6 separate regions of the Mus musculus genome follow, and regions 1, 2, 3, 4 and 6 are each linked to region 5. The links are chromatin contacts, called in public ChIA-PET and promoter capture Hi-C maps. All regions are on one chromosome and are shown on one strand. Each heading gives the region's core, a stretch centred on a gene start, on an enhancer-like site or on the middle of the called end of the contact. The rest is flanking DNA. Distances are from core to core; before and after follow the strand shown.

What was found. Promoter capture Hi-C pulls out the DNA fragments that hold promoters and counts their contacts. ChIA-PET counts read pairs in DNA pulled down with a chosen protein or histone mark.
Region 1: a promoter capture Hi-C map of liver shows a contact between it and region 5, with 3 times the contacts expected there. The contact joins the promoter of Pklr here to the promoter of Sema4a in region 5. A contact is called at or near these places in 2 of 39 promoter capture datasets (both in liver), 2 of 115 datasets of contacts at active chromatin or transcription factors (astrocytes and pancreatic cancer cells) and 1 of 9 other capture datasets (pancreatic islet).
Region 2: a contact with region 5 is called in a promoter capture Hi-C map of liver, with 2.8 times the contacts expected there. The contact joins the promoter of Flad1 here to the promoter of Sema4a in region 5. A contact is called at or near these places in 1 of 39 promoter capture datasets (liver) and 2 of 115 datasets of contacts at active chromatin or transcription factors (bone marrow-derived dendritic cells and pancreatic cancer cells).
Region 3: a contact with region 5 is called in an RNA polymerase II ChIA-PET map of memory CD8 T cells, with 6 read pairs. The contact joins the promoter of Adam15 here to the promoter of Sema4a in region 5. A contact is called at or near these places in 2 of 115 datasets of contacts at active chromatin or transcription factors (memory CD8 T cells and pancreatic cancer cells).
Region 4: an RNA polymerase II ChIA-PET map of memory CD8 T cells shows a contact between it and region 5, with 11 read pairs. The contact joins the promoter of Hdgf here to the promoter of Sema4a in region 5. A contact is called at or near these places in 2 of 115 datasets of contacts at active chromatin or transcription factors (memory CD8 T cells and pancreatic cancer cells) and 1 of 9 other capture datasets (pancreatic islet).
Region 6: an RNA polymerase II ChIA-PET map of memory CD8 T cells shows a contact between it and region 5, with 13 read pairs. The contact joins the promoter of Dpm3 here to the promoter of Sema4a in region 5. A contact is called at or near these places in 1 of 39 promoter capture datasets (liver) and 2 of 115 datasets of contacts at active chromatin or transcription factors (memory CD8 T cells and pancreatic cancer cells).

The regions. Positions count from the first base shown.
Region 1 is chr3:89,134,720-89,139,537 of GRCm38.p6, forward strand. It overlaps Pklr (pyruvate kinase liver and red blood cell), which reads left to right and starts at 1,423. Exons shown (of 11, transcript NM_013631.2): 1 at 1,423-1,563; 2 at 2,505-2,687. The coding sequence starts at 1,464.
Region 2 is chr3:89,410,476-89,415,064 of GRCm38.p6, forward strand. Flad1 (flavin adenine dinucleotide synthetase 1) reads right to left here and starts at 1,406. Exons shown (of 8, transcript NM_177041.4): 1 at 1,309-1,406; 2 at 683-905. The coding sequence starts at 769.
Region 3 is chr3:89,348,503-89,353,284 of GRCm38.p6, forward strand. It overlaps Adam15 (a disintegrin and metallopeptidase domain 15 (metargidin)), which reads right to left and starts at 1,526. Exons shown (of 23, transcript NM_001037722.3): 1 at 1,307-1,526; 2 at 16-125. The coding sequence starts at 1,385. It overlaps Dcst1 (DC-STAMP domain containing 1), which reads right to left. Exons shown (of 16, transcript NM_029974.2): 13 at 4,764-4,782; 14 at 4,201-4,343; 15 at 3,965-4,078; 16 at 1,717-2,012. The coding sequence ends at 1,761. It also overlaps a transcript of Dcst2 not described here.
Region 4 is chr3:87,903,146-87,908,105 of GRCm38.p6, forward strand. It overlaps Hdgf (heparin binding growth factor), which reads left to right and starts at 3,176. Exons shown (of 6, transcript NM_008231.4): 1 at 3,176-3,569. The coding sequence starts at 3,483.
Region 5 is chr3:88,453,830-88,458,207 of GRCm38.p6, forward strand. Sema4a (sema domain, immunoglobulin domain (Ig), transmembrane domain (TM) and short cytoplasmic domain, (semaphorin) 4A) reads right to left here and starts at 1,932. Exons shown (of 15, transcript NM_013658.3): 1 at 1,719-1,932; 2 at 850-1,017. The coding sequence starts at 988.
Region 6 is chr3:89,263,558-89,268,381 of GRCm38.p6, forward strand. Dpm3 (dolichyl-phosphate mannosyltransferase polypeptide 3) reads left to right here and starts at 2,904. Exons shown (of 2, transcript NM_026767.4): 1 at 2,904-3,049; 2 at 3,172-3,522. The coding sequence starts at 3,177. The coding sequence ends at 3,455. Slc50a1 (solute carrier family 50 (sugar transporter), member 1) reads right to left here. Exons shown (of 6, transcript NM_009057.3): 6 at 4,689-4,824.

The sequences.
Region 1 (4,818 bases), core at 173-2,672, 680 kb after region 5:
CCTACAGGAAACTCTTTCCTCTGCTGCCCCTGCTGCCCCTGCTGCCCCTGCAGCCCCTGCTGGTGCCTTCTCATCCTTAATAGCTTAAGCATAATCACATTAAAGAAAGCCTCATCTTATTTAAGAGGTGCCTAAGATACACCACTGTCCCACCCGGCCACCCTGCCCAGTCCTATGATCCATGCCTGACACCCCTTACCCAGTTTAAAGTATTTATTTATTTGCTAGTAGTCTGTCATTTCCCCACACACACTATATTAAAACCCATGGAGGGCGAAGGTTCCATCTTTCTATCTGCTTGACTCCCACTGTATCCTCCAGGGTTGTCACTGGCCATTGTCATTGTCATAGTGTCATGGAAGCCTTCCTAGAGAATCCCACTGTTCTAGCAACTTTGCTGAACTTGTAAAGTCACCCAAGAATGGGGTCAAGAGAATCCCCAGTCTAGGGTCATCTGGGATATGGAAAAAAAGTAAGTGCCAGGTGGCCCGTCTGTTGGTTGGGGTAGTTATAGGGAATTTTGACAGCAGGACTGCAGCTTATGCTCATGGTGGTCAGCAAGGCAAGGTCACTCTCCCTGGTGCCTTGGTAAAAAGTGAGTTGGGTGCGATGTCCCCACGATGGCTGAAGAACTCCCCTGTGCTCAGGCTTCCTGTGTTTACTAATATGGTTCGTCAACATCAATCTAAACAAGTTTATCAATTAGTGCCTAGAACTGTTTATAGTTTCATCTTTGGATTCACAGAGGAACAGATGCGAGAAACTGAGATACCCTCTAACGTCTATCAAAGGGTTCCCCTCTGCCAGGTGGTGGTGGCGCACGCCTTTAATCCCAGCACTTGGGAGGCAGAGGCAAGCAGATTTCTGCGTTCGAGGCCAGCCTGGTCTACACAGAGAAACCCTGTCTAGAAGAGAAAAGGAAAGGAAAGGAAAGGGAAGGGAAGGGAAGGGAAGGGAAGGGAAGGGAAGGGAAGGGAAGGGAAGGGAAGGGAAGGGAAGGGAAGAGAAGAGAAGAGAAGAGAAGAGAAGAGAAGAGAAGAGAAGAGAAGAGAAGAGAAGAGAAGAGAAGAGAAGAGAAGAGAAAAAAAAGTTCCTCCCTCTTTTCCACAATCTAGTCCCCACATTCAAGCTCTTGCTCTGAGAATATACCTAAGATTCTTGTCAATAAAATACAAAGAGAAAAGGATTGTATCACTGGCGATGAACTAGTCTCTATTGAAGCTGATGGACTGACAGTATGAATGGACTAAAAATTGACCAGGAAAAACGGATGACCTAGGGGAAGGGAAGATGTGGGGACTGACAACCGACAGCCCTCCAGAAGGGACTCTGTGTGGGGATGGGGCTGCCTACTGGGTGTGCCTCTTTTCTATTCTCTGGCTCCTGCAGATAAGACCAGCAGTTAGGGTACACTCTCCTCCCAGTCTGTGGTTCTTGCAGCCCCAGTCCCACACTTTGGAAGCATGTCTGTCCAAGAGAACGAGCTACCCCAGCAGCTCTGGCCCTGGATCTTTAAGTCCCAAAAAGACTTAGCAAAGTCTGCTTTAAGTGGGGCTCCAGGAGGTAAGAAGAGGAAGGGAAGCCACTGAACAGAGAGGAGAATTAGGGTAGAATCAGTGTTGGGGGTGGAGGCCTTGGGGGAAGGATGCCCACTACAGCCTCTGTTAAATTTGATTTGAGCCTTTGATCCAGGCTCTGCAGACAGGCCAAAGGGGATCCGGCAGCATGGACGCCACGGGGCACTCCCGTGGTTCCTGGACTCTGGCCCCCAGTGTACAAGGCTTCCATTGGCAAGAGAGATGCTAGCTGGTTATACTTTAACCAGGACTGATCTCGTCTGTGCCAGGCCCCATCCCACTGACAAAGGCAGAGTATAAAGCAGACCCACAGACACAGCAGGTACGCAGCAGTATGGAAGGTGCTCTACTGAGCCGGGCTGGGTCAAGCTACGGGGGTTTCCCCCACAAGGGGGCAGGCAGGGGATAGAGCCGCACTGTATAGATGGAGGGAACTTGGAGGGGAGGGAAGTGGGGAAGCCAGAGAGTTGCCTGGAGCTAGAAGGAAGTAAACAAGGAAAAGTAACAGAGAGATTCCAGGCCTAGAGAATGAGATGCCTTGAGACTTGAGGGAGGCTTCTGGGGGTGCTGAGGCTGAGTGGTCTGCTGGGGGGCGGGGTGGGGGAGGGTCTCGGTAACTGGGTCCGTAAGGACTCAGCTTTGAGCTAGACCTAGATTTGAATCATCTTCCTTGGAAGATGCCCTTTTCTTAGACAGTGCATTTTCTCTCTCCGTCTTTTTCCTTCCTTGTAAAGTTGGGAAAGAGCACATCTAACAGCCTGCTCCATAGAACCCTGGAGACTAAACAAAGTAATGTGTGACACTCAGATTGAAGGAAGGCCTCCTCACACAGACCGGAGGGCTGAATAGACACAGGGTGCACTGGCAGGAAGCACATGGGGGATAGGCGATTGTCTGTGCAGGATCCTGAGTCCCCATCTACCGCAGGGCCAGCAGGATACCTGAGACGTGCCAGTGTGGCCCAGCTGACCCAGGAGCTGGGCACTGCCTTCTTCCAGCAGCAGCAACTGCCCGCAGCTATGGCGGACACCTTCCTGGAACACCTCTGCCTTCTGGATATCGACTCAGAGCCTGTGGCCGCTAGGAGCACCAGCATCATTGCCACCATCGGTAAGACCACCCAACCCTGGGCCGCCACACTGGGCCGCCTGCATGACTCTGGTGTCTCCTTACTGTGCTATCTTTGCCATGGTCATTCATTCAACAAATATTTGTGAGATTTGCAGGTGTTGTTGTTGTTGCGGGTGTTGTTGTATTTGCTTCTTTTTCTTTTTCTTTTTTTTTTCTGAGACAGAATCTTCTTATGTTGTAGCTCTGGCTGTTGGGCAGGCAGGTCTCAAACTCAGAAATCCACCTACCTTTGCCTCCTGAGAGCTGGGCCGGGTTAAAGGTATGTGCCACCTTGCTCCACTTGAGGCTGGGTCTTTAAGACAGGGTCTCGGGTAGCCTTGGATAGTTTCAAGCTTATTATGTAGCCCATATTATATTGTCTTAGCCTAATGAGATCATAAGTATGTAATACCACACCCAGCTTAACAAATGCTCGTTGAGCCAGGTAGCAGTGGCGCACGCCTTTAATCCCAGCACTTGGGAGGCAGAGGCAGGAAGATTTCTGAGTTCGAGGCCAGCATGGTCTACAGAGTGAGTTCCAGGATAGCCAGGGCTATACAGAGAAACCCTGTCTCAAAAAACCAAAACCAACCAACCAAACAAACAAACAAAGCAAAAAAAAACCACAAATGCTTGCTTAGTACCTGGAAGACAAGGTTTGGAATTGGGGGTAGCCCAGTAAATAAGGGAAGTCTAGTGGATGGGACAATAAATACTAAGCAATAATTTATTAAAATGTTCTAATTCAGAGTCAAGTGTGGTGGCCCAAGCTTTTAATCCCAGCATTTTGAAAGCAGAGGCAAATGGATCTCTGTGAGTTTGAGGCTAGCCTGGTCTACATAGTGAGTTCTAGGGCAGCCAGAGCTACATTAAAAACAACAACAACAACAAAAACAACCAGCCAACCAAACAAACGAAAAAACTTGTTTAAAAAATAAATAAATAAAAAGCTACTTCAGTATGTTAGAAAGTCATGAGTAAAGAGACGGTAGTCAGGAATACGAAGGATGAGAGCTAGAGGAAGACTGTGGTCCTAACCGGGGACCAGGGCAGCTAGGGGAAAGGATGGGAATGATGATGCTGCCCCCCACCCCCACCCCTGTAACCCTCACACTCTGAATGCCTAGGAAGGAGGATCGCTAAGAAAGTGAGGCCGGCTGGGGCTACAACGTAAAATCCTGTCTCAAAAACAACGACAACCAAATAACAAAAATGCAACTGGGGAACTAGCCAGTTGGTAGAGGGTTTCCCTTCCCCGAATGAAGCTTCAGCCATCACACAAAGCTAGCTGGTCTGGTCTGGAACACGCCTGTAGTCCCAGCACTGGGCAGTGCATGCAGGAGAGCCAGAGGTTCAGGGTCATCTTCAGCTATGTATCAAGTCTGAGGTCAGTCTAGGCTACACGACACTCTGAAAATAAAATAAAATAAAATAAAATAAAATAAAATAAAATAAAATAAAATAAAATAAACAAACAAACAAGTAGATAAATAAATAAATAAATGGAGGTGGAAGAGGATGAGGAAGAGAAGGAGGAAGAGGAGAAAACGAAGAAGACAGCAAGAAAGGGCTCTGTGGATACCTGGGGGAAGAGAAGTCCAGGCAAAGGGAAGACAACGCCCAGATCCAAAGGAAGCCTGGAGGAGCTGAAGAGACTGGGGGTGGAGAAGACTAGGAGGGGTGGGGCTGAGGTTGGATTCAAGGCCCTGAGAGGGCTTGGCAAGGACTCTGCCACCTCGGTCCACATCTGTAGCTTTCTTTGTATTTCTTTCTTTCTTTTTTTTTAAAGATTTTTATTTATTTATTATTAGAAATAAGTACACTTAGCTGTCTTCAGACACCAGAAGAGGGCATCAGATCTCATTACAGATAGTTGTGAGCCACCATGTGGTTGCTGGGATTTGAACTTAGGACCTCCAGAAGAGTCAGTCCTCTTACCCACTGAGCCATCTCACCTGCCCCTTTCTTTGTATTTCTTATTTTGATACAATCTCACTGGATCACCCTGGCTGGCCTTGACTCCCTCTCTACCTGTGACCTTACAGTCAACCTGCCTCAGCCTCCCTGACGAGGTTACAGCCTTGTCCCACTATACCTGCTTCCTCTGGCTTTTCTTTTCTTTTTGGCTTTT
Region 2 (4,589 bases), core at 156-2,655, 960 kb after region 5:
TGTGTAGCCCTGGCTGTTCTGGAACTGGCTATGTAGATCAGGCTGGCCTCGAACTCACAAAGATCCACTTGCCTCTGTCTCCCAAGTGCTGGAGGTTAAGGCATGTATCACTTTGTTCCTAGGACTTTGTAGGCTTGTGATCTGGGGTAAGTTTCCTAACCTCCTTGAGGCTGTTTCATAATTTATAGAGATCTGTAATAAAAACCCCAATTTCATGGAATTTTTGAAGTTTGTAAGGCCACATGTGATATAGTTAAGTGCAGACCAGCCTCTGGTAGACACTAAAAAAGATCAGGGTAACTATTACTGTTGCCAACCCATGCTTGCCACATCCTCTAACAGCACCCTGGCCGTCCAGAATAGAGTCCTTTCTTCTCTTACCTTCCTTCTAGCTCGCCTATCCAGCCTGCTGAGCTTCCTCTACTTGCTGTGCCACCTGTCACTTGTTATGTGGCTACTCTGCCCCCAGTCATACTTCGTAGCAAGTTGTAGGAAAGTTACTACCCATCTTTCAACAGAAACACTCAACCGAAGGGTCACTTTTCCTCCAATGTGTTAGGACTCACTCCAGGGCCGGACTTTGGCAAGAAAGGGGATTCCTACTCCGGTTTCCCTCCTTTCACCGTAAAGAGTCCACGACAATAGAATGCCACACTCTTCCCCTCTTCCGTTCCAGACACACCTTAAGGATCTCATCTCCAACAATGATGATGCCTGCTGTCACGCTGCGCCCTGATCCTGGGGGCAGTTCAGAGGCCCTAGATGCCATGGTCCTGCCCTCTGTGCTCTTTTGCAAGGCTTTCCAGTAGCCACTCAGAACCCCAAATTGGGGCCGTATGTACTGAGAGGCCGCCAGGTCTACAGGATGCAGGAGGCCATACCCTGAGTTCCGGGGTTGAGGGAACCTGGAAGAGCCAGAAAGGACAATGAAGACGTCAGGAGTGTACCTTCTTCCTAGAGGAAGGAAGGCTCAATCTTCTTTAGTCACCCTTACTCCGGCCTCTTTAACATACTCTTAAGCCCCAGGTTCCTAAAAACGTCTCGATTCCTATTCCTTTAAAGTGCCATGTTTTCCCAAGACCTACCACTTTAGATATCTCCGTCTGCCGAGCAGGTTTAAAATTTGCCCTATCTTGGGTATATCTGCACCTTTAAATGTCTCTTCTCTTCGGATCACCTGTCCCTTTAAATGTCTACCTTATTCTGGGCCTTAGGGTCCCTTTAAATGCATTTCTTTCCTCCCTCCGCCAATGACCAGGGCTCAACCTACTTCTGCACCCTTTCTATCCCGAGATCTCTTTTTCTCACCAGGCTTCAGATCACTGATCTCGTATCATCCCACCTCTATTTTGCCCCCTGCACAGGGTCATTCGCTCTTTCCTTTCCGCATGTCCTAGGACAGCTTCCGTACTCAAAGTCCCGCCTTACAATGCTTCATGTTGATTGGTTATTTTGGCTGTCGCTCACTCCTACCAGTGGTTCTATTGGTCTAACCGGCAATCGCTCACGCGCCTCATCGCGGAGCTAGAGGAAATGCTAAGTTGTTATTGGCAACACCATGTAGTCATCACTGTCCGGAAGTAAAAATAGGGGCCTGGCCTTAGCCCATGGAGGGCGGGACTTAAAGTGTTCTGGTACTCGAAGGGAAAATATTGGGAGGTGTTTTAAGGACTGTCGGGTGGGACTGTCGGGTGCTGCTTTGTAGTACTAGAAGAAAATGAAGGTCTGATTCTGTTTCATTCAAATATTAAAAAACAGTTCAGACAGAGCCCCAGTATATAGCCCGGGAAGTAACTTGTTTAAACCGATCAGCCTGGTCTCGAACTGCCTGGGGAGTGGTGGGATTCAAATCATGTGTTACTACACTTCATTGCATCACATTTCTCTTTCTGTCTCTACCCCTCTCTCCTCTTTCGAGATAGGGTTTCTCTGTGTAGCTGGAATTCGCTCTGTAGACCAGGTTTATTAACTCCTCCTGCTTCTGCCTCCCAGGTTCTGGGATTAAAGGCGTGGGCCACCACCGCTTGGCTTTGCCTCTTAAATTTGAGAAGGTGAAGATGGTTTTTCTTTTTTTTTTTTTTTTTCTGAGACAGGGTTTCTCTGTATAGCCCTGGCTGTCCTGGTACTCACTCTGTAGACCAGGCTGGCCTCGAACTCAGAAATCCGCCTGCCTCTGCCTCCCAAATGCTGGGATTAAAGGCGTGGGGAAGGTGAAGATGTTATTAGCATTAACAATGAGGTGTGAGCTGCAGGGTGTGGAACCTTCGTTTGTTTCTAATATAAAGGGAAAAACTACTTAAGCTTCTCTGACTTTAAAATGTAAAAACCCTTTCCTGCCCCACCTGCCTCCAGAACATCACTTCCCAATGATGGGTCCCTGGAGAGAGGGGTACGCAGGAGTACCTTGGACTCACTTTGGGTACTCACAACATTTCATTCCTACTTCAGTGCCCCTCCACCCTTTGCTTTGCTGGGGAAAAATAGCTTAATCATCTGGGTTTTTTTTTTCTTTTTTTTAAAAAAGCTTTTACTATTATTGTATGACTAGGAAGGACAGCAGTGTCCCAGCATGCAAATGGAAGCCAGAGGACAACTTTCTGGAGTCCCTTTTCTTTCACCTTTATGTGGGGCCTAGGATCTATCCCAATTTGGGTGGCGGAGTCTTACTCTTACCTGCTGAACCATCTCGCTATCCCTAGATATTACGATATGTAAATTGTGACCCAGTAGGTTTGGACGGGGTCTGACATCTACATTTCTCCTGGGATTTTCTGTTGTGACTTGGAGGCATGCTAAAACCACAATATCTTTTCAAATAAATATGCTCTCATGACATGTGGCAAACGTGTTGGGAATATGGCTTTGTGTTAGAACACTGGTCTAGCATTGTGAGGATCAGGACTGAAAAAGAATTATATGTTATTGGAGACAGGTTCAGAAAGGGTGCCCACACGATCTTGAAATGCCATAGTGAATGTTAGACCAGCCTTAAGTAGTAAGTCCTGTGGGGTTTCCTTAGTTTAAAAGGTGGGGGGTGTGGATGAATAGGGGAATGAGTGTGACCACAAAGTATTATATACTTTTTTGAAACTCTAAACTGGGAGTGGTGGTACATACCTTTAATCTTAGCACTTGGGAGGCGGAGGCATACAGTAAGCCATACAGTAAGACCCTGTCACAAAATGAGCAAACAATAGTGGGGCAGTGGTAGTGCATGCCTTTAATCCCAGCACTTGGGAGGCAGAGGCAGGTGGATTTCTGAGTTCCAGGCCAGCCTGGTCTACAGAGTGAGTTCCAGGACAGCCAGGGCTACACACAGAAACCCTGTCTCGAAAAACCAAAAAAAAAAAAAAAAAAAAAAAAAAGGTTATCTGACTTCTTTTTAAACAAATGTTCCAAGCTTTTATGTGCTTGGTAGAAAGATTGAACTTTTAACACATTGCTGAACCCATGGTTCATGCTGTTCCATGGAACAGTGTGCCCAGAGTCTGCCCTCTGAACATTTCCAGGGGATGTGAATGCCTTTAGGTTTGTGAGTTAACGGTGCTGGAGAGATGATTCAGCAGTTAAGAGCACCTGTTGCTTGTTAGAGAACCTGGGTTGGGTTCACAGCATCCACATGGTATCTTACAACTCTAACAGAGTGAGTCCCAGGCCAGCCGAGGCCAGGCTCTGATGCCCAGCCATCACATGCGGACACACATATGTGAGGACAAAATACTAATACAGTATGAACCAGAAACTAGGCATAGCGGTGTAAAGGTTCAATCTCAGCACTTGAGAGGCAGAGGCAAGGCCAGTCTGGTGTCCATAGTGAGAGCCTGTCTCAAAACCAAATACATCTAAAAAAAAAGTTAAAATGTCAGTTGAACTAGGAATAAAAGATAAAAACAACAGTGATGATTTACTTGGAGACAAGAGTTCAAACATGGAGAGGGTTTGTGTGTCCATGTGCCACCGCACAGCCCCAGGCAGAGAACACCTTACAGTACAGCTTTCCTTGCGCCAGTGGGGCAGGCACAGTGGTGGCAGGAATGCCCACTTGCTAAGCCACCTTTTAAAGGTTCTTAGACTTGTATGTGTATAAATGCTTTGCACCATGTGTACAACGATGGATCCCTGAGCCCTCTCTCCTCCCATCAACCACTTCTTAAAAATTTATTCATTTAATTTATGTGAGTACACTGTCGCTGTCTTCAGACACCCCAGAAGAGGGCATCAGATTCCATTACAGATGGTTGTGAGCCACCATGTGGTTGCTGGGAACTGAACTCAGGGCCTCTTGAAGAGCAGTCAGTGCTCTTAACCACTGACTGAGCCATCTCTCCAGCCCCCATTTTTTAAACTTCTGGGTGAGAGTATATGCCAGGTGTGTCTGGTCTCTGTAGAGACCTGGAGAGGGTGTTCAGTTTTCTGGAGCTGGAGTTACAGGTGGTCCTGAGCACTCCAACATGGTTGCTGGAAATTGAACTCAGGTCCTTTCAAAGAGCACTGGTGCTCTTACCTGCTGAGCCTTGTCTTCAGCCCACTCTAGGAATGACTTTGGAGGTCTCAGTACTTGAAATTCAGCCCCAGCCATTACTCACAGA
Region 3 (4,782 bases), core at 276-2,775, 890 kb after region 5:
CAGGCTGTCCCTCACCTGAAGCACGTCTGCTAGGCTCATTGGGGGGCTGTCCTGAACAACCCGGCTCTCCATGGATCCACTCAGCGTCCTCTCTGGGCTGGCTTGCTGCTCTTCCTCAGTGCCTCCTGCAGGGTCCCAGAACATCCTAAGAGATTGCTGAGGAAATCCCTAGCAAGGCTGGAATCACTAGTGTCCTCAGACCCACCGACCCTCAGCACAGAAGGCTATATCAGTGACTTAAGCGGTCCTGCAGTGTGTGCCAGGATTTAAAGGAGGATATGGGAAGGAGGGGTTTTTTTTTCCCCAACTTACGGATTTCACCCATAAGTCCCCAAAGTTCAGAGTATCCAGCTTGCAGCTCCTCCTTGCCTTCCCTTTGGCCAATCCCAAGATTTTCACGGGGGCCCTCCCTTGTTCCCATCCCTTCCCAATCACACTCCCCACCCAATCAGGAATGCCCTTTCTTAGGTCTAAGAGAAGTCTGTGGCCTAGTGCCCACTTGCCCTTCCTTTTCCCTCACAGTAGAGATGCCTGCCGGGAACACCCATCTTTGGGTGAGCAGTGCAAACACTCTGACCTCCCTAAACAGCCTTGATGCCCAGTCAGGCGCACCCGTTCCCAACAGCCTCCGCTTCCTCCGCCAGCACCCCCCAACAATGGCCCTCTCCTCTCCGGACACTCCACCCCCGCCTACCCTCTCGGCCCCCAGCCCAAGACAGCAGCGGGAAGTGAAAGTTCCAAGGAGGAGTTGGTGTCCCAGTCTCTTTCCTGGCGAAAGCTCCCTCCCCTGGCTCCTCCGGGCCCCTCCCGCTCCGCCAGGCTTCTGGTGGCAACCGCACCCGAGTGAGCGGTGCTGGCCGCCCAGGTCTGGAATGAACGGCTGAAAATAATCCTTTTCACTAAAACCCCACTAGCTAGTCCGGGCACTTCATTGAGTAGAACTGTCAGCTAGGCACTAGAGAGACGAAGACGTCAGTCCTAAGGAGTGACTCTTTCCATGATCTGAGCGCCCCACCCCCACCCCCCGCGCACGCTCTTCAGTGCCTGAGACTCAAAAGTGTCTGCAGGGATAACTCGGGACTTCAGGACAGAGGACGCCATCCTCCCTCCTCCTCTTCCTCCTCCTCCTCCTCCCCATCCTCCTCTTCCTTTCGTTCTCCAAATTACCTGGCCCTAGGCTTTGGTCCGCAGATCACGCAGGCTGCCCTCTGGTTAGGCTCCGGCAGACCCCAACACCCCATTGCCTCCGGGTTTCCTTGTACCTCTTTCCAAATCATCCCCTCGACCCACTGTCCTGGGAACTCACCTATATTTGGCAGCGGCGGGGAGGGCCGAGGGCTGCCCGCGCCCAGGAGTCCCAGAGCCCAGAGCAGCGCCAGCCGCATGGCCGCGGAGCTCCGGGCTGGACTGGGGCAGCAGGTGCGGGGCTACGCGTGGAGGAGCAGCCACGGCCCCGCCGGACACCAGCTCGGTGCAGCGCAGCAACTAGGCCCCGCCCCGCCCCGTCTGAGGCTCCGCCCCGCCCCGTCTGAGGCTCCGCCCCTGCCGCTCAGCGCAGCCTCTTTCCGGCAGCTACCGGGATGGGTTTGGACACCACAAGACTCGCGCCTTCCCTCCATCCTGCCTCCCGTCTGTAGCCCGGCTTCGTGGAGATTGTGCGGGCCAGTTCTTCCGGCTCACCCAATCCCGGATGCCTGCGAAGCACCAGCCGCAGGAGCGTGCATCACACTTTATTAAGCAAGAAGGCGGGCAGCATCCCTTCAATCGCCATACACAGCGTCGTCGTTGCTGTCGCTGTGGGCGGATGACGAGAGCTCTTCGCGGGGCGTGCACACCGGGCAGAGCCGTTGCATGTCGTCCCAGCACGACCGGCAGTACAGGGCCTTGCAGTCTGGTGTGGGGCACACGTAGGAATCCGGCGTCTCCATTGCCTGGCACACCACACAGCGCTGACGCATGAAGCGGTGCAGGAGAGGGCACCGGCGATACAGAGCCTCCACCAGGTAGTGGGGCTGTTGGAAGATGAGGTGGATTGGTTAATGCCAAGTGGGCTGAGCAGAAAGGGTTGTCAGGGGCACTGGGCAGCTCTTAATGTATGAAGTCCCAAGGCCTGACAATGCTATATTGGAGGAAGCTGGGGTAGACAAGAAGAGCCCTCGAGGGCGATATTGAGATAAATCGAAAGAGTCTTCTTCTCCATGATGGGCTGCGGAGCCTGGCGTGCCCAAACTTACTCCCAAGGATGACCCACAACAATTCTGTACACCTGTGGAGCGGCTTAATTTGGTACTTAGGCTTAGAAGGGAGGAGGGCACAATTTACACCTTACTGGGCTGGAGAGATGGTTCCGTGGTTAAGAACCCTGACTGCTCTTCCAGAGGACCCAGGTTTGAATCCCAGCACCCACATAGCTAACAACTGCCTGTCACTTGAGTTCCAGGGAACTGGATGATCTTCTGGCCTCCCTGGACACCAGCCACCCATGAGGACACAGACATATGCATAGGCAAAACACCCATACACATTAAATAAGTGCAAATTTTAATTAAGTCTTTTTTAAAAAATCTCTCCGGGTGGTGGTGGTGCACACCTTTAATCCCAGTACTTGGGAGGCAGAGGCAGGTGGATTTCTGAGTTTGAGGCCAGCCTGGTCTACAGAGTGAGTTCCAGGACAGCCAGGGCTACACAGAGAAACCCTGTCTCGAAAAACAAACAAACAAACAAAAAACTCAACCCCCCCCCAAAAAAAATCTCAGAAAGATGGTGTAACTTTCCTAAGTCAGATCTGAGTCAAACCTGGCAGGAACCAAGTCCCAAGCTTTGTGGCCATTCCACAGTCTCACTTTCCGAATACCCTCTTCATACAGTTGCCAGGAATTCTTAAGAGCAGAGCTGGGCTTGCCCTTCGAGCGCTCAGAGGTCTGTTTCTTCCCAGCCTTGCTCTGCCTCCTTGGCTCCTGCCACACTTTGCATTTCCCTTAGCTTGCCCTTTGACCTTGGCATCCACTTTGATCTCTGAGTTTGTTTTTTTTTCACACACTGTTCCTTCAGCTTAGAACACATACCCCCCTATTTCATCTAGCCATTCGAGTTCAGTCTACTTCAGGACCAGGTCAAGGGATCCCAGCCTGCTGATGTTCATGTGTGCCGTGGGGTATGTGTGGCAGTCAGGGGACAGCTTGTGGGGAGTCCTCTCCTTCTACCAGGAGGATGGAACTCGGGTCATCAGGCTTGGTGGTGTGTGTGTGTGTGTGTGTGTGTGTCTGTGTGTGTACCAGCATCAATGAAGTAAAACCCAGGCATTGTAACAACTGAACAAATGAATTGGTTAACACCATCTTACAGAGAAGAGAAAGCAAGACCTGGCAGTTGAGTAGGGTCACACAGCTGCCATACCATGGCAGGGATGAAGCTGGACTCAAACCAAGTCTTCTCTGGCAGCCAACCACCATACCACTCTTCCAACTCTGCAGAATGGCCTCACAGACCTGTCTACACTCTGTTCTTCCAAGGGGGAAAAAGATACAGTGAGGACCCCTGGCTCCTTCAGCTTCAGGATGTGTGGACTCAACCGCAGTTCCGGTTCTGTGTCTTCCAAAGACTGCATGTTCCCTCCTGAAGTCCCACTGACCCCTGGCCACCTGCCTCCTCTCCATTTCCCAGAACCACCTTGGGCTTGTCTGTGTGCTCTTTCTTATGGGGTCATTGCTGCCCTACAAACAGACCACCCAATCTCACATCTCCTTTCTGCCACTTCCTAAAGTCCCATGTATGTCTGCAGCTGGGTTGAGTATTGAGTTTCAAAGACAGATGCAGCCCTGACCTACCCTGTATCTGCCAGACCCACTCAGCTCCACTGGGCCTGGGACACTGAGGGTGCTGGGTGTCCTGAAAAGGGTGTCCCTTCTCGGAGAGTCTGCAGACCCTGTGGAGAGCTGGCAGGCTTGCTAGAGACTGGACTTACTGGAGCCTTCTGCTGATTTGCCCTCCGAACAATGGCGGCCCTCCTCAGTTTAGTGAAAGCTGATCTCTTCTTCAGGAACTCATTGTAGAAGAACAGAGCCCGCTTCTTCTCTCGCTGAGGGGTTGGGTGGGAAGCAAGAGGAGCCAGCGATAGTGATTAGAGCAGGGGAGGACACTGTAGGGTAGTGGGGAGTTGTGCGATTGCATGCTCAGGGGTAGAGCTGTCTGCCGGTTCACCTTGGGGAAATAGAAGGCTGCGATGACTCTCCGGAGTCGGTAGCCAAAGGCCTGAGCTAGGCAGAGACACACAAGCAGGAGGGTTGGCAGTGAGGCCTTGAAGTAATCCCTGGCATTCAGGCTAATGGGTTGGGGCAGGCAGGCTGGGGGAGAAGGCAGACGACCATTAGCAATCTGGTCAGTACCAGCTGAGGGCAGCCTTAAGTTGATCTCCCTACCCTGGAGGTACAGGGTGGACTTCCAGTTTGACTCCCCTGCCTCTTCTCCATCTTGCAAAGCTTCTCTGTAAATACCATAGCTACTTATGATCTGCCCTCTCCCCGCCCCCCTCGCCCATCACCACCTCTGGAGGCTGCTTGATTTCAATTTCATTGTGGCAGAAAGGTCTGCTGGACAAGGAGGAGGCAAGACCTCAAAGCTCTGGTAACCATTTTTCTCTGATCCAAGCTCGCCTGGGCTCTGATCTCAAGCACTCCACTTGCAAAGTCCAGTCTTCAACTCCACCCTATTCCGACGTACCCTAGCCCTCTACTCCACAGATCCCAGCCTTTAGCATTGCTCACGCATGTTGTTTGTTTCCAC
Region 4 (4,960 bases), core at 1,926-4,425, 550 kb before region 5:
TATAATAAATAAATAAATAAATAAATAAATCTTAAGAAAAACATTTCTGGGGAAATAATCAACATTTTGCATATTTACATTTCATATTCACTTAATATAAATTAATTACTTGCCTGTTTTCAAACAGGAAGCACAGAGCTACAGCCTGGCTCAGCCAAAAGATTCCATATTTCTCTATCATACCCCCACCTCCCAGCCCCCCATCGCTTCTTTAAGTCAGGATCTTAAGCATGTCAGGATGGCCTCAAACTTGCTCTGTCTCTGGGGATGGCCTGGAACTTCTGCTCCTCTACCATGGTCTTCTACACCATTCCAGGTTTATGAGGCGCTGGAGATCAAACCCAGGCCTCGAGATGTCAGGCAAGTGCTCTACCAACTGAACTAAATCCCCAGCCCTGTTTTACTTGTATACAAAAAATATATCAAAAAAGGAGAATCAATAAAGTTTTATTACTTAGGTAAATGTTCATTTTCCTTTTAAGTGATCACAATCTTGGGACATGCTGGCACTTTAAAGAGACTGTGAACAGGACACTGTATGGTTAGAAACTGTGAATAGGACTCTATACAGTTAGAATTACTGTGTGAGGATTTTTTTTTTACATACCTGTGATGGTCTTTGTCACAGGTTTATTTATTTATAGATGAGGTCTTAACTGAATGCTAGAGAAATCATAAGGTCAGTTGCCCTTTCTTAAGGCCTTACTGCTCCAAAGGTGGCGGTTTGCAGGTGCTGCTCTGTCTAACAGCTTGTTAGAAATGCATACACCCCCAAACCTGACAAAATCTGCTCTCTATGAATTCCCAGTCGCAAAGAACAAAGGGAAGCCTGACTCCCCAAGGGTCTAGGCTTCTGCTCATGCTGTAACTGAGCCTCTGAGGTGCTTGGCTTGGCTCAGGGCAGCTGGGGGAGCGGAGGTAAGGACTGGATATTAAATTGCAGCCAAAGCCAGGAAGGTTTATGGCAACAAAAGGAACCTGCTTGTGGCGTGCTGTCTGCATGGGCCATTGAGGGAGGGGCCGGGAGGGCTGCTGCCAGCAGAAAACTTTCTTTGTGTGTGTGTGTGTGTGTGTGTGTGTGAGAGAGAGAGAGAGAGAGAGAGAGAGAGAGAGAAGCTGAGGATCAAATCTAAGGCCTCTTTCCTGCTCTATCACCCGAGTTCCATTCTCAGCCCCATCAAGAATTTAGAAGTTGCTCTTGCTCTTCCTCTCTGCCCCCCCCCCCCCGCCACCCCTCCTCCGTATTCATGGCTACTCCTCTACCCACTCTGCCTTTCTCTGTCTCTACTACCCCCTCAACTCCCCTCCCCATGCCCTAAATAAACTCTATTCTACACTAAAGTAATAATAACTTAGAAGTCTTACTGATACCTTTTAGCCAAGTGGAGAAGAGGGTAGGACCCTCAGTTTTAATTAAATTGGAATGTGCATGATTTGAGTTTAAAAACATGTAAAATTTCATACTTATAGGACACAAAAAAAAACTCATTAAACTTTTTTTTTTTTTTTTTTTTGGTTTTTCGAGACAGGGTTTCTCTGTATAGCCCTGGCTGTCCTGGAACTCACTTTGTAGACCAGGCTGGCCTTGAACTCAGAAATCTGCCTGCCTCTGCCTCCTGAGTGCTGGGGTTAAAGGCGTGTGCCACCACGCCAGGCATCATTAAACTTTTTAAAGAATTTGTGATTAGGGTTGAAGAGGTGGTCAGTTGCTGCTCTTCCAGGAGACTCAAGTTCAGTTCCCTGAACCCATGTGAATGGGCTCACAATGACCTGCGACTCCAGCCTCAGGGGATCTGACACTCTCTTCTGCACACCACACATGTAGCATGCATTCACAAACACAAATAAAAACTTCAAATCTGAGCTGGTGAGATGGCTCAGTGGTTAAGAGTGCCTACTGCTCTTCCAATGGTCCTGAGTTCAAATCCCAGCTGTTTGTGGACCATTTGAACTCATACATGGTGGCTCACAACCATCCCTAATGAAATCTGAGGCCCTCTTCTGGAGTGTCTGAAGACAGCTACAGTGTCTTACAAATAATAAATGAATAAATAAATATTAAAAAAAACCTTCAAATCTGCTGGGCAGTGGTGGTGCACCCGTTTAAGAGGGAGAGGCAAGTGGATCTCTGAGTTTGAGGCCAGCCTGGTCTACATGAGTTTCAGGACAGCCAGGGCTACACAGAGAAACCCTGCCTTGAAAAACCAAAAACAAACAAACAAAAACCAGAAACCTTCAAATCTCTTTAAAAAGAGAGTATGCAGGCCAGCCAGCCAGGGCTACATACTAAGACTGTCTCCCCCGGCAGTGGTGGCACACTTCTGTAATCCCAGCACTTGGGAGGCAGAGGCAGGCGGATTTCTGAGTTTGAGGTCAGTCAGAGTGAGTTCCAGGACAGCCAGGACTGCACAGAGAAACCCTGTCTTGAAAAATAAAAAAAAATAAAAAAAAAAGACTGTCTCAATAAAAATAAGATATAAAACAATTAGATATAAACAACAAAAAACCCATTGCACAGAGATGTAATTACAACAAAATCTTGTTTGGTTTGAGATCTGAGATCAAGTTTTGCGCACATCATTCCTTAGAATATAACCCAGGCCAAATACAGTCTTCAAATTAATACTATATATCTCCAAACTAGATTTAGTGGTATCCAACTGTCTTTATCGTTTAGGACCTCCTTATTCTAGTGAGGGTAATTGGTGATAGTCCAGATACAGCTGTTAATTTAGAGTAGACTGAAATGGTAGGACTCGAACTCTTATACCGCCACCAACAGAAGCACGTGGAGTGTGTGGGGTACACCTCTTGCCTTGGCGGTCTAACTAGTTAGAAGTCAGAGGCGCAGAGCAAATACGTGGGTTGGGACATGGCACGTGGTAGGGGGGACAGAGCGCAAGGCAGGCCACAGTAGGCCCCGCCTGGCCAGGGCATTCAGAGGAGCCCGGGGAGGGGCACGTGCAGCCTGTCCAGCGGGCGCCAGCTCCTTTTGGGCTGGCACCCACCACCCGCCCGCACACAAAGCCCGCTCGGCGCGCTCGGCACTCGGCTCTTCAAGCCTGTGCCTCTGAGCCCCGCCTGGCGGCCTCCAGGTTGGGTGTGAGGCCGGGGCAGGCTGTAGGCGTCGATTGGCTGCGCGCATCGAACCGCCGCGGGCGGGAGCGCGAGGGGAGGAGTGGGCCGCGGGGGGTGGAGGAAGCGGCCTCGCTCGCGCCGAGGAGGGAGCAATTGAATTTCAAACACAAACAACCACACGAGCTAGCGCTCCCGGAGCCGTGTGTTGCCCACCGCGCCCGGCCCTGTCCGAGCGGCGCGCGGGCGCAGACGCCGTGGCTGCCCCGGAGCTCGCGTCGGGGGCCGGCATCGAGGCGGGGGCCGCGCGAGGGCCGGAGCGCAGCGGCGCCGCAACCGCCGCACGCGCAAACTTGGGCTCGCGCTTCCCGGCTCGGCGCGGAGCCCGGGGCGCCCGCGGCCCCGCCATGTCGCGATCCAACCGGCAGAAAGAGTACAAGTGCGGAGACCTGGTGTTTGCGAAGATGAAAGGATACCCACACTGGCCGGCCCGGGTGAGTGGCGCGGCCGTCGCGGGCCCTGCTGCGGGTTGCATAACGCTCGGGAGGGCACGGCCGCCGAGCGCGGAGCGGGCGTAGGGGCAGGGGTGCCAGGCCTGTTCTGGCTGGCGGGAGCCCACCACCGCTTACATAACGGAGGCGATCGCGGCCGGCACCTGGCGGGCAGCGCCGCGTGCTCAGTTCGCCCTCACCCCTCCGTCACAGCGGCCGAGGCTTCGGGCTCACGGTGGCGGGGGGGGGGGGGGGAGCGGCCCGATGGTGTGTCGCTTCTTTCGCCGCGAATCCCAACCCCTTCTCGGAGCCCCGCTTGAGCCCTGAGTCTCCATTGATAGTTGCCTCCAGTTCAGGTTTCTCTGGCTGGACGAACGGGTGCGAGGGGTCTCAGTTCACAGAGGGTTAGGTGGATGTAGAGTTGGCGACTCACAAACTTTCTTGGAGCATTTTGGTAGGAACTCTGAAGTTGGGAGGGTCGTGAAATGTTTGGGGACGACTTACTTAAAAATGGTCTTGCCTGGCCTGGTGACTCTGCCATAACCGATTTAGCCCCCAGCTCTACAAGAACATCCCTCCATATGCCTCCAGCTCAGACTTGGAACTGGAGGCAGCAGGGCCCCCGTGTGCTTTGGGAAATCCAGTACAGACGACCTTAGCGCGGTGTGGGGGATTGTGGGACGCTGGAGTTTCCTCGGCTTCCCATTAGTGAGCGTCTCCAGTCAGGGAGGCCGGTGTCAGCCATGTGGTTGTTTGAACCCGCCAAGAGTAGGGCCTTCCCCATTCCAGCACCTGGCCAGGTGGGAGGGTGGGGCAGAAAGCCTGCTGTGTTTATCACCTTCCCTCCCAGGAAAAGGTGTGTGTGTGTGTGTGTGTGTGTGTGTGTGTTGGGGGGAGGGTTGCTTCTGGGAATTTTTCAAAACGATTGTAGAGGGGGCCCTTGATACCGAGTGAGGGCATGACTCAGCCCCTTAGGGTGTGGAACTTGTGTAAAAGAAATCCTCGGGCAGAAAGGCCTGGAGGGAGGGGTCTCAGGCAGGATTGCCTTGTGAATTTTACAGTATGGCTGACTGTTCATCTGGCTCAGTACGACTCTGAGGCTCCATGCTGTCTTCGTTCCTATTCAGGGTGTCAGGACACCTTGATCTTTGAGAAAACTCAAGTGGCCCTCCATATTCTCTCTCTCTCCCTCCATCCCAAGGAGTGTGTTCAATCCTACTTGCCTGAGCCTTGCTCACTGAAACTTTAAAATGGGTCAAGTAAGGCCTGGGTCTGGCCTGGGAGTGCAGTGCAGAGAGAGAGAGGCCAGACTCTTTCCAGAAGCTTAGAGGGCCTCGAGGGCCTGACTGAAGCTAGGCTTTGTATATGTGTGTCATGTAAACACTCATGTAATT
Region 5 (4,378 bases), core at 682-3,181:
CTCTAGTGAGCACATGTGGACTTTTGCTTTAGTCAGAGGACAATCTGGCTGTTACTCTTTTGGCCTCAGGAAGCCTGGAAACCAAGAGGAATCCAAAGACAAAATGGAAACAATACTGCCTAGATTGGCTTCTCCTGAACTCTGAAGAGAGCTCATTGTACTTCCCCTTGAAACGCAGGCTTGTTTGTGCCTGCACTCCCATCCCACCCAGAGATGCCGCTCTATCCACCGACTGCTACATCTCCTTTACCATTTTGCCTCAGAAGGATGCTAAACTACATCCGTGAACAGAAGTAACTTACTTCTGTGTGTGTGTGTGTGTGTGTGTGTGTGTGTGGGTGGGTGGGTGTGTGGTATATGTGGCACTTCCCCTGGGGCATTTCCTGGAACTAAAGGTGTCAGTAACCGAACAGCCTCCTCAAGAAACCACCGAGGCTGGGTGAGCTGCTAGGATCCCTTCTGATGCCCAGTCTCCTGGACAGGATCTGGCCCGGTGTGACCTCTGCAGTTGGCTTGGGCCCTCCAGCTCCTCAGACAATCTAGAGCGAGCTTTAGCTTTCCAGCTCCTGGTACTGAAAAAGCAGTCAGGAGTTTAAGGCTCCTTGCTTAGTGACTGACATTTGAGGGAAAGAAAAACCACTGAGTTGGCAGAAAAGGGTCACAGTGACCCTTCCTTCCCTTACAGATCAACTTGTGCCTCAGGTGGCCTCTTCTTCTCCCAGCCCCTCCCAGGCTCCCTGGCATCTCTGTTTCTTCGTGCCATTTCGTCCCCTCTGGCACACCCTTCTCCTTCCTCAGCCCCTTCATCTCTATGGTGCCATCCATACCTCCCAGGTACTAGACACTTACCAGCATGGTATTTGACTCTGGGCATGGGCCCCTGACCACCAGTCCCAGAAGCAGGTGGCAGTGATGGCAGCAGGAAGAGTTGGAAGAAAAAAACACGCAGGAGACTCCATGAGTCCTGGCCCAGGGATGGTAGGGCCATGGTCAGCCTGAGATGGTCACCAGATGGTTCTGAGGAAACAGGCACTTTCTGGGTTAGCCATGCTTACCACACCCTTCCTGAGGGCCAATAGGAGAGCCCCAGGGGGCAGAAGTTCCTCTCTGGAAGGGCCCTCAGAGTCTCACTTCCATCCATCCCCAGCCTTGAAGGTGCCTCCTGCTGCCCTCTGCATAGGGTGCTGCTGTGGCCCACGCTGTGCCTCTGGTCACCTAACCATTAAAAAAACTACCTTGCCATTTCTCACCTGACTCACAGAAAAATTCCTTTCCACTTTGCCCCCTCAGCATCTCCTGGCCCCGTGCTCCAGAGCTCTGATCATCTCTGGCCCTGGGCAAAGGTCTTCTAGGGAACTAGTTCCTGTATGCAAAAGGTAGATTTCCCCAGGCTGGCCTGTGCTGTGACACCTTATGCCCGCTACTCACCCCAACCCAGGCAGACAGCCTACCCTCTCCTCAGCCCCCAGGGGCTCTGACTCTTGCTTAATCGGGCCCATCTAGCCTTCTTCTTAGGGATAGGGGCGTGCCAGTTTATCTACCACTGTGGTGGGGCTGCCCTCTGTATTTCCTGGGAGTGGCCTGGGCAGGAGTCCTTGGCAGACTCTCAACTTCTCCAGCCCCCCTGTCTGCCTCCCCAGAGCTCCGCAATCAGCCTCCCCCATGGCCACTGAATGCAGGTTCACACCCCTCCCCCGCCCCCGCCTCATCTCACATACCCTTGAGCCAGCCACACTGAGAAGTCCTGTGTTCAAACCCTGAATCAGGGTGCCATCCGAGGCAAAGAAGGGGGTCCAGGCAAGGCAAGCAGGCTCAGCCTGGCTGGAACGGGCGCGCGGCCCTCCAGGCACCCATCCTGCCAGAGCCAGTGTGGGTTTCAGGCCAGGGAAACCAGAATTTCTACCTCGAGTTGTGACAGATCCTGGCTGGCTTGGGCGGAAGTTGGTGGATCAGGGCGGGGAGACTGGTGGAGTGTGGGAGTGGGGGTGAGGCTTGAAGGCCTTGCAGGAGACACACCTCCCTCCCTCCTTAGTCTATCCAGAAATTAAGAGTTCCTTCCCGGCCAGTTCAGTGATGCCCTTGTTTCTCCCGCACACCACTTCCAGTCTAACCAGCCCAAGCTGCAGACTCCTCTTGCTCAAGAGAGCTCGGTATGACACCGTCTCTCTCCTATTCCTTCTCTCTCTGACCCCATTGTGGGGTTCCCCCACTGCCACATACTGAGACCTCCCGACCTCCCACACCCAGTAGGACCACATTCTTGAAAGATAACACGTTTAAAGCTGGCATGGTGGCGAGGCATACCTTTAATCCCAGTACTCGGGAGGCAGAGGCAGGCAGATCTCTGAGTTCGAGGCCAGCCTGATCTACAGAGTGTGCTCCAGGTCATCCAGGGCTATACAGAGAAACCCCGTATCAAAAAAATAAAAAATAAATAAAAATCCTACATTTGTATTAGTTTTTTGGTTTTTCCCTATGACTTTGCTGAGGAAGCCCTAGTAATTTGACGTCTCAGTGGGAAATTGGAGAAATTCCCCATTTGAACGCGTGCTTCTTGGGATACGCTTTGGAGCTGAAGCACCCAGCTGGCATGGTGGCTGGTTCCTCCTCCCCAAAGGTTCCAGGAAGACCTCATAACGCAGGGTTAATGAGTAACCAAGGGCTCCTAGGCCAATAAAGAGTGGTTGGGCTGCTGCCCACTCTCCCGGGTCAGCTGACTTCAGGTTAAAGAGCACAGTGACCCAAGCTGGTCTACCTCCAGGACATACCCTATCTTCACTGTAAACACCATCCTCACTGCCAGGATGGTCCCCACTGTAGGCTGTCCTCCACCCTTCCAGTTACAGCTCCTAGACGGAAAGCATTCCTCGGTAGAGCCTGCTTGGCCTTCCCTTCATGCTTTCCCCTCTGCTTCCGTTCTCCAGTGTGGCCCAGGAGCTGGGCTCACACAGACCCTCCTGATGGCTTCATCTGTCAAAGCTTGCTAAGACCCGCCCCCCCCCAAGCTCTCCGTTCACTGTGAGGACTTTGCCAATCTCCCTGTGCTGACACAAACTTCTGAGTCTCCTTGACCTCTAGATCAGGCTTGGGAAGCCACCACCTCAGGGCCTCTCTTTGGAGACAGATTGGCCTATCTGGGTCACAGGGAGGAGCTGTGACCAGAGGAGCAGCTCCAATGCCATCCTTCTTTACTCTCTTCCTGTCCCTGGGCGTCCTCAGGAGACCAAGTGCTCTCCCAGGCCCTCGGACAATGTGAGAAGCTCACACTTGGGGCTTCAGGCTTCCCAACTTCAGCAGGCAGGCTCCACTACAGTCTTGCTGCACAGAGAACAGAAGTGCAGCAGGGGTGACTGGACAGCCTGACGTCCATCCATCTACCTCAGACCTGTCTAATTCGGAAGCTCTCCCTACATGGCTGGCTCCTTCAGTCCCATCTCCTGCCCTAGTGCATTAGCTCAGCTCAGAGCTGCTCAACAGAGGGAGTAGGCAGGCATCAGAGTGGGAGGAGCAGGGGCTTTCTCTCCTCTAGCCAGGAACCAATCACTCAGGGTGACTCCTGACTCAGAAGGAACAGAAATCTCCCCGAAGAGAGGCCATCTGATGTCAACTTCAGCCTAGGTGCTTCCAGCCCTGGGGTGCCACCCACTCTCTCACAGTGCCTTTCAGGCCCAGCTAAGAGAAGAGAGGCAGGGGGAGAAAGGGACATGGCCCCACCAGCTCGTCTCATCTCTCATACCCCTGAGCCTCACCTGTCACTCACACAGGGTCCTGCCTTCAGAAGAGGCCATGCTGGGTATTCCCTCCTGCTGTTGCTTACCTCGAGAAAGCCTTAATCATTTTTTAAAAAGAGGACTACGTTTTCATTCACACTGGGCCCCACAAAGGGTGTAGCAGGCTCTGCTTCCAGGACACTCAGGGCTGTCAAGCCATACACCCTCCCTCACTACACAAATGAGGAAGGCAGGGCCAGTGGCTGGAAGCATCCAGGGCAGGAAGGGCAGCAGGCAGCAGGCAAACAGTGGTTCTTACCCTGTGGGGTGCGACCCCCTTTATAGGGTGTGGGTGGGTGGGCGGAGAAAGGTTCAAATGACCCTCTCATAGGGGTCACCTAAGACTATCAGAAAACACACACATTTACAATGCTAAGCATAACAGTAGCAAAATCACAGGTATGAAGTAGCAATGAAAATAATTTTATGGCTGGGGTCACCACCACGTGAGGAATTGAATCACAGGGTCACAGTATTAGGAAGGTTGGGAGTCACTGCTATAGAGAAAAAAAAAATGCCATCTTCCCTGCCCCTGCTCTCCCAAGCCAATTCTCCCGTAAGCCCTGGAGCTCAGCCTGGGGAAACCCCAGGACCATGTTAGCTCCAGG
Region 6 (4,824 bases), core at 1,654-4,153, 810 kb after region 5:
CACTGGCAGTTCTTCTAATGAAAGATTAGGGGTTCAATTCCAGCACCCACATAGCAGCTAACAACTGTCTGAAACTCCAGTTCCAAGTGATTTGACTCCCTCACACAGACATACATGCAGGCAAAACACCAATGCAAGTAAATGAAAAATAAATAAATTATGAGAGAGAGAGAGAGAGAGAGAGAGAGAGAGAACCAGTGAATCAGCTGTGAGATTTCATCTTCTAGAAATGTAGAAGCTACTTGCATGAAGTCTCATCAACACGATTGGCTAAACCACCACACTAAGAGACATAATGGACATGCTAACCTGGAAGGGGGAAAACTCATGAGGCCTCAAATCTCTCTATATATAGATGTTAAGATCATGTGATGTCACATGCCTTTCATCCCAGCACTCAGAGGCAGAGGAACACTGATCTCTGAGTTCGAGACTAGCCTGGTATATGGACTAAGTCCCAGGACAGCTAAGGATATATAGAGAAACTCTGTTTTGAAAAAAAAAAATCACAACAACAAAACCATGATCATGTACAGTTCTTGTAACAGATCCAGGTCCAGTCACTGCCACTTTGCTTATAACCATCAGTAACTCTGGTCCAGGGGATCTGACACCCTCTTTTAACCTCCTTGGGTAGCAGGCACACGTGTGATGAATTCATACATAGAGGCATACCGTTGATACACGGAGAATATAAATCTAAAAAAATAAAAAGAGGCCATACATTGAGAGAGAGCAAGGGAGGGATTGGAGGAAGGAAATGGAGGAGGAAAAGTAGCATAATTATACTCTCAAAACAAATTTAAATTATGATTAAAAATTCTGAAGGGCTGGAGAGCTGGCTGAGTTCACCCTTGTCTGTAACTCCAAGCTCTGACACCCTCACACAAACTTTCACGCAGGCAGAACACCAATGCATGTAAAATAAAAATTAATAAATGACTTTTTAATTGAGGCCAGGATGTGGTGGTGCACACCTTTGAACCCAGCAGGAGGCAGAGGCAGGAGGATCTCTGTGAGTTTCAGGCTAGCCTAGGCTACAGAACAAGAGGTCCAGGACAGCCAGGGCTACACAGAGAAACCCTGTCTCAGGGAAAGGAAAGAAAGGGGAAAAAAGAAAACGGCACATTTTACTCTTGTCTGTTGTCTCAGTAACATGTTTTTTGTTTTTGTTTTATAAATAATAATTGTTGATTAACATTGAAGGCTTTGAGGAAATAAGGGTTTGGTTTGTTTCTCTTTTATTTTACATGGATGGGTGTTTTGCCTGCATGTATGTCTGAGTATGTGTCTGGTGCCTCGGGAAGTCATAAAGTGTTGTCAGACGCTCTGAAACTGGAGTTACAGATGGTTAAGGACATCATGTGGGTGCTGGGAATGGAGCTCAGAGGATCCTCTAGAAGAGCTGCCAGAGCTCTTAACTGCTGAGCCATTTCTCCAGCCCCTCTGGATTCCCTTTTGACATACCAAAGTAAACTAAATTTCCAATCCAGCTACAAAGCTTTGAACAATGGGTCTTTGAACATTTGTTAATTTTTATTTTATGTGCACTGGTGTTTAGCCTGCACGTGAGTCTGTGTGAGGTCTTGGAGTTACAGTCTACTTCTGTCCCCGCTTTGTGATTTCCAAGTGGACCCTCAATCCACTCAGACTAGATTTTTTTCCCTTTAAATCAGGGCCTTCCTTATGTAGTTCATGTTGGCCTTGAACTTGGAGCAGCCCTGCCTCCTGAGCCTTGGGATCATGTGGATGTCCTCAGGACTTTTTCACTCCTCATTTACTCGTTTTTCCAACAACAGAATTGCTTTAAGGAAGGTTTGGTAACACACACATTTAATTCTAGCACTGGGAAAGCAGAGGCAGGAGTAACAAGGGTTCAGGGCCATCCTCAGCTACATCCCATGCTCTAGGCCAGCCTGGAATACATTACATTAGACTCTGTCTCAAAACAAAACGAATACCAACCAGGCTGGAAACAGCTCAGCTGTTAAGTGTGCTTGCTGCTCTTCCAGAGGACCTGAGTTTGGTTCCTAGCTCCAGTGTCAGACAGCTCACAACTACCTGTAACTCCAGCTTTTCTGGCTTCTGCAGGCACCTAAATGTATCCAGTATACGCTCAGATAGACACACATATGCACACATAAATAAAGATTTAAAACCCAAACAAACCAAAAATCAAGCCAAAGAAAACCCCCTTGTTTTATTTAAACTGTTATTGCTACCTAAAGGCAACCAACCCCTTTTTATTAAAAAAAAATTTTTTTTTTATTTTATGCACATTGATGTTTCACCTGCGTGTATGTCTGTGTGAGGGTGTCAGATTCTCTGGAACTGGAGTTACAGGCAGCTGTGAGCTGTCATGTGGGTGCTGAGAATTGAACTAGGATCTTCTGATAGAGCAGCCAGTGCTCTTAACTGCTGAGCCACCTCTCCATCCCCTAGCAACCAACCCTTTATCATATCCTGTAATGGTCATGGTCTTCTTTCTTCTTCTGTTGAATTGCCCTGGAATCACAGGTATATGGGCCTGTGATTTGCAGTTCAATTTGACATGACCAGCCTATTTCTTCAAGACAGGATCTCAGACTGGAGTTCAAGTTTATTCCGGGTACTCTGTAAAATCCTGTTTCAAAATATAAAAGGGCTCAGTGGTTGAGAACTTGCCTAGCAGGTGTGAGGCGGCCTGTTCATGTTTGCTGATTGATGGGTGTGTTGGAAGAATGCTTGAATAATTGAATGAGTGGGCTTTCTGCACTGGAGAATCTAGTTTAAGGGGGGCGATGTAACATTCCCATCTTAACGCAGCGTTTCGGGGTATCCTCCGATTGTCCACAAGTTCCAGCCGGTATCGATGTGGGTCTCCAGAACAAAACGGCAAAAACTCTTCTGAACTCAGATTTTCGAAGAGCAGTGTATAACCAACCTGGATCTGAGCGCGGCCGAAATTGTCCTAAGAACTACAGTTCCCAGAAGGCAGCCCGGAAAAAGGGCGGTAGTAGAAAGGGACTTCCGGATGCTGATGCGGGCCTTGTCAGCGCGGCACACGGAGGTACGCTTAGGTGGCGGGCAGAGTGGAAAGACGGAAATGGGTGGCGGAGACTGGGAATAAATGTCAGATGCAGAGCGGGGATCGGTAGAAAGAACCCTTAGCTTTGATTTTTCTCCCTGCAGCCAACATGACGAAGTTAACACAGTGGCTTTGGGGACTGGCTCTCCTGGGCTCTGCCTGGGCTGCCCTGACCATGGGAGCACTGGGCTTGGAGTTGCCTTTCCCCTGCCGAGAGGTCCTGTGGCCACTGCCTGCCTACCTGTTGGTCTCCGCTGGCTGCTATGCCCTGGGCACGGTGGGCTATCGCGTAGCTACATTTCACGACTGCGAGGACGCTGCCCGAGAGCTGCAGAGCCAGATCGTGGAGGCCCGAGCTGATTTAGCACGCAGGGGGCTGCGCTTCTGACACCTAAACCCATTCCAGTCTGGACATCTTTCCTCATTCCGCATTAAAATGCAGTTTTATTTTCTAATCTTGTGTAGTTTTGAGTATGGAGGATAGCGGTGGGGTGGGGGGTGGGATGGGGATTCTATATACTAGAGGTCAAGAGGTGAGGGGGCAGGAGAACCACCTTACCAGGCCTTACTTAGCTTTGCATTTTGATGGTGTTCTGTTCCCTTCTCAAGATTTTTTTTCTGTTTGAAATAGGATGCCATGTACCCTAGACTGGCCTTGACCCCAGCCATATGGCTGTGGATTATCTCGATTCTAACGTCTCTAATTACAGGCTAAACCCACCATGACTAGACTAGTTTATGTCATGCTGGGCTTCAAACTTGGAAGTCCACAACTGAACTATATCCCCAAAACAGGTTTGTTTACTTGTGTATATGGTTTTAATATATATGGTTTTAATAAGTAGTTCAACCTGGCTTACAACCAACCCTGTCGTGCTACCCAGGCTGCCCTCAACCTGTGGTCCTCCCGCTTCAGCTTCAACCTTGGAAGTGCTGCGAGGCTTCCCATACAAGGCTGCGCAGGAAGCATGGGTCCCTAACTTCCTTCCATTCTTCACAGCTTTCAAGTTGGTTGTTTTTTTGTTTTGTTTGTTTGTTTTTTGAGACAGAGTTTCTCCATGCAGTCCTGACTGTCCTGGAACTCACTCTGTAGACCAGGCTGGCCTCGAACTCAGAAATCCGCCTACCTCTGCCTCCCAAGTGTTGGGATTAAAGGCGTGTGTCACCACTGCCAGGTTTCTTTTCTTTTTAAAAGGACTTCCTGGATCTTTCTAACTTCTAGTTGTTTTTTGTTTTTTAAAGATTTATTGCCGGGTATACAGGGTGAGTTCCAGGACAGCTAGGGCCACACGGAGAAACCCTGTCTTGAAAAACAAAAAAACAACAAAAAATATTTATGTTATGTGTGTGAGTACACTGTAGCTATCTTCAGACACACCAGAAGAGGGCATTAGATCCCATTACAGATGGTTGTGAGCCACCATGTGGTTGCTGGGAATTGAACTCAGGACCTTGGGAAGAGCAGTCAGTGCTCTTAACCACTGAGCCATCTCTCCAGTCCTAACTTCTAGTTCTTTCAAATCCCTTTTCTGAGCCAATCCTACAGGCCCCCCAGGCAGTAGGCCCTCTGTCTGTCAAGTCAGGCAGGTTGGGAATGGCGAAGAACACATCACTCTGCAGGCAGGGGTGGGGAACAGTTTATTTTAAGGCACATTCTAATACCACCTCAGCCTCCGAAATGAGAAAAGATGATCTCCTGTAAAAATGTGATTTCATCCCACAGGTCCTATCTGATCTAAGGAAAGATCTTTGGTCCC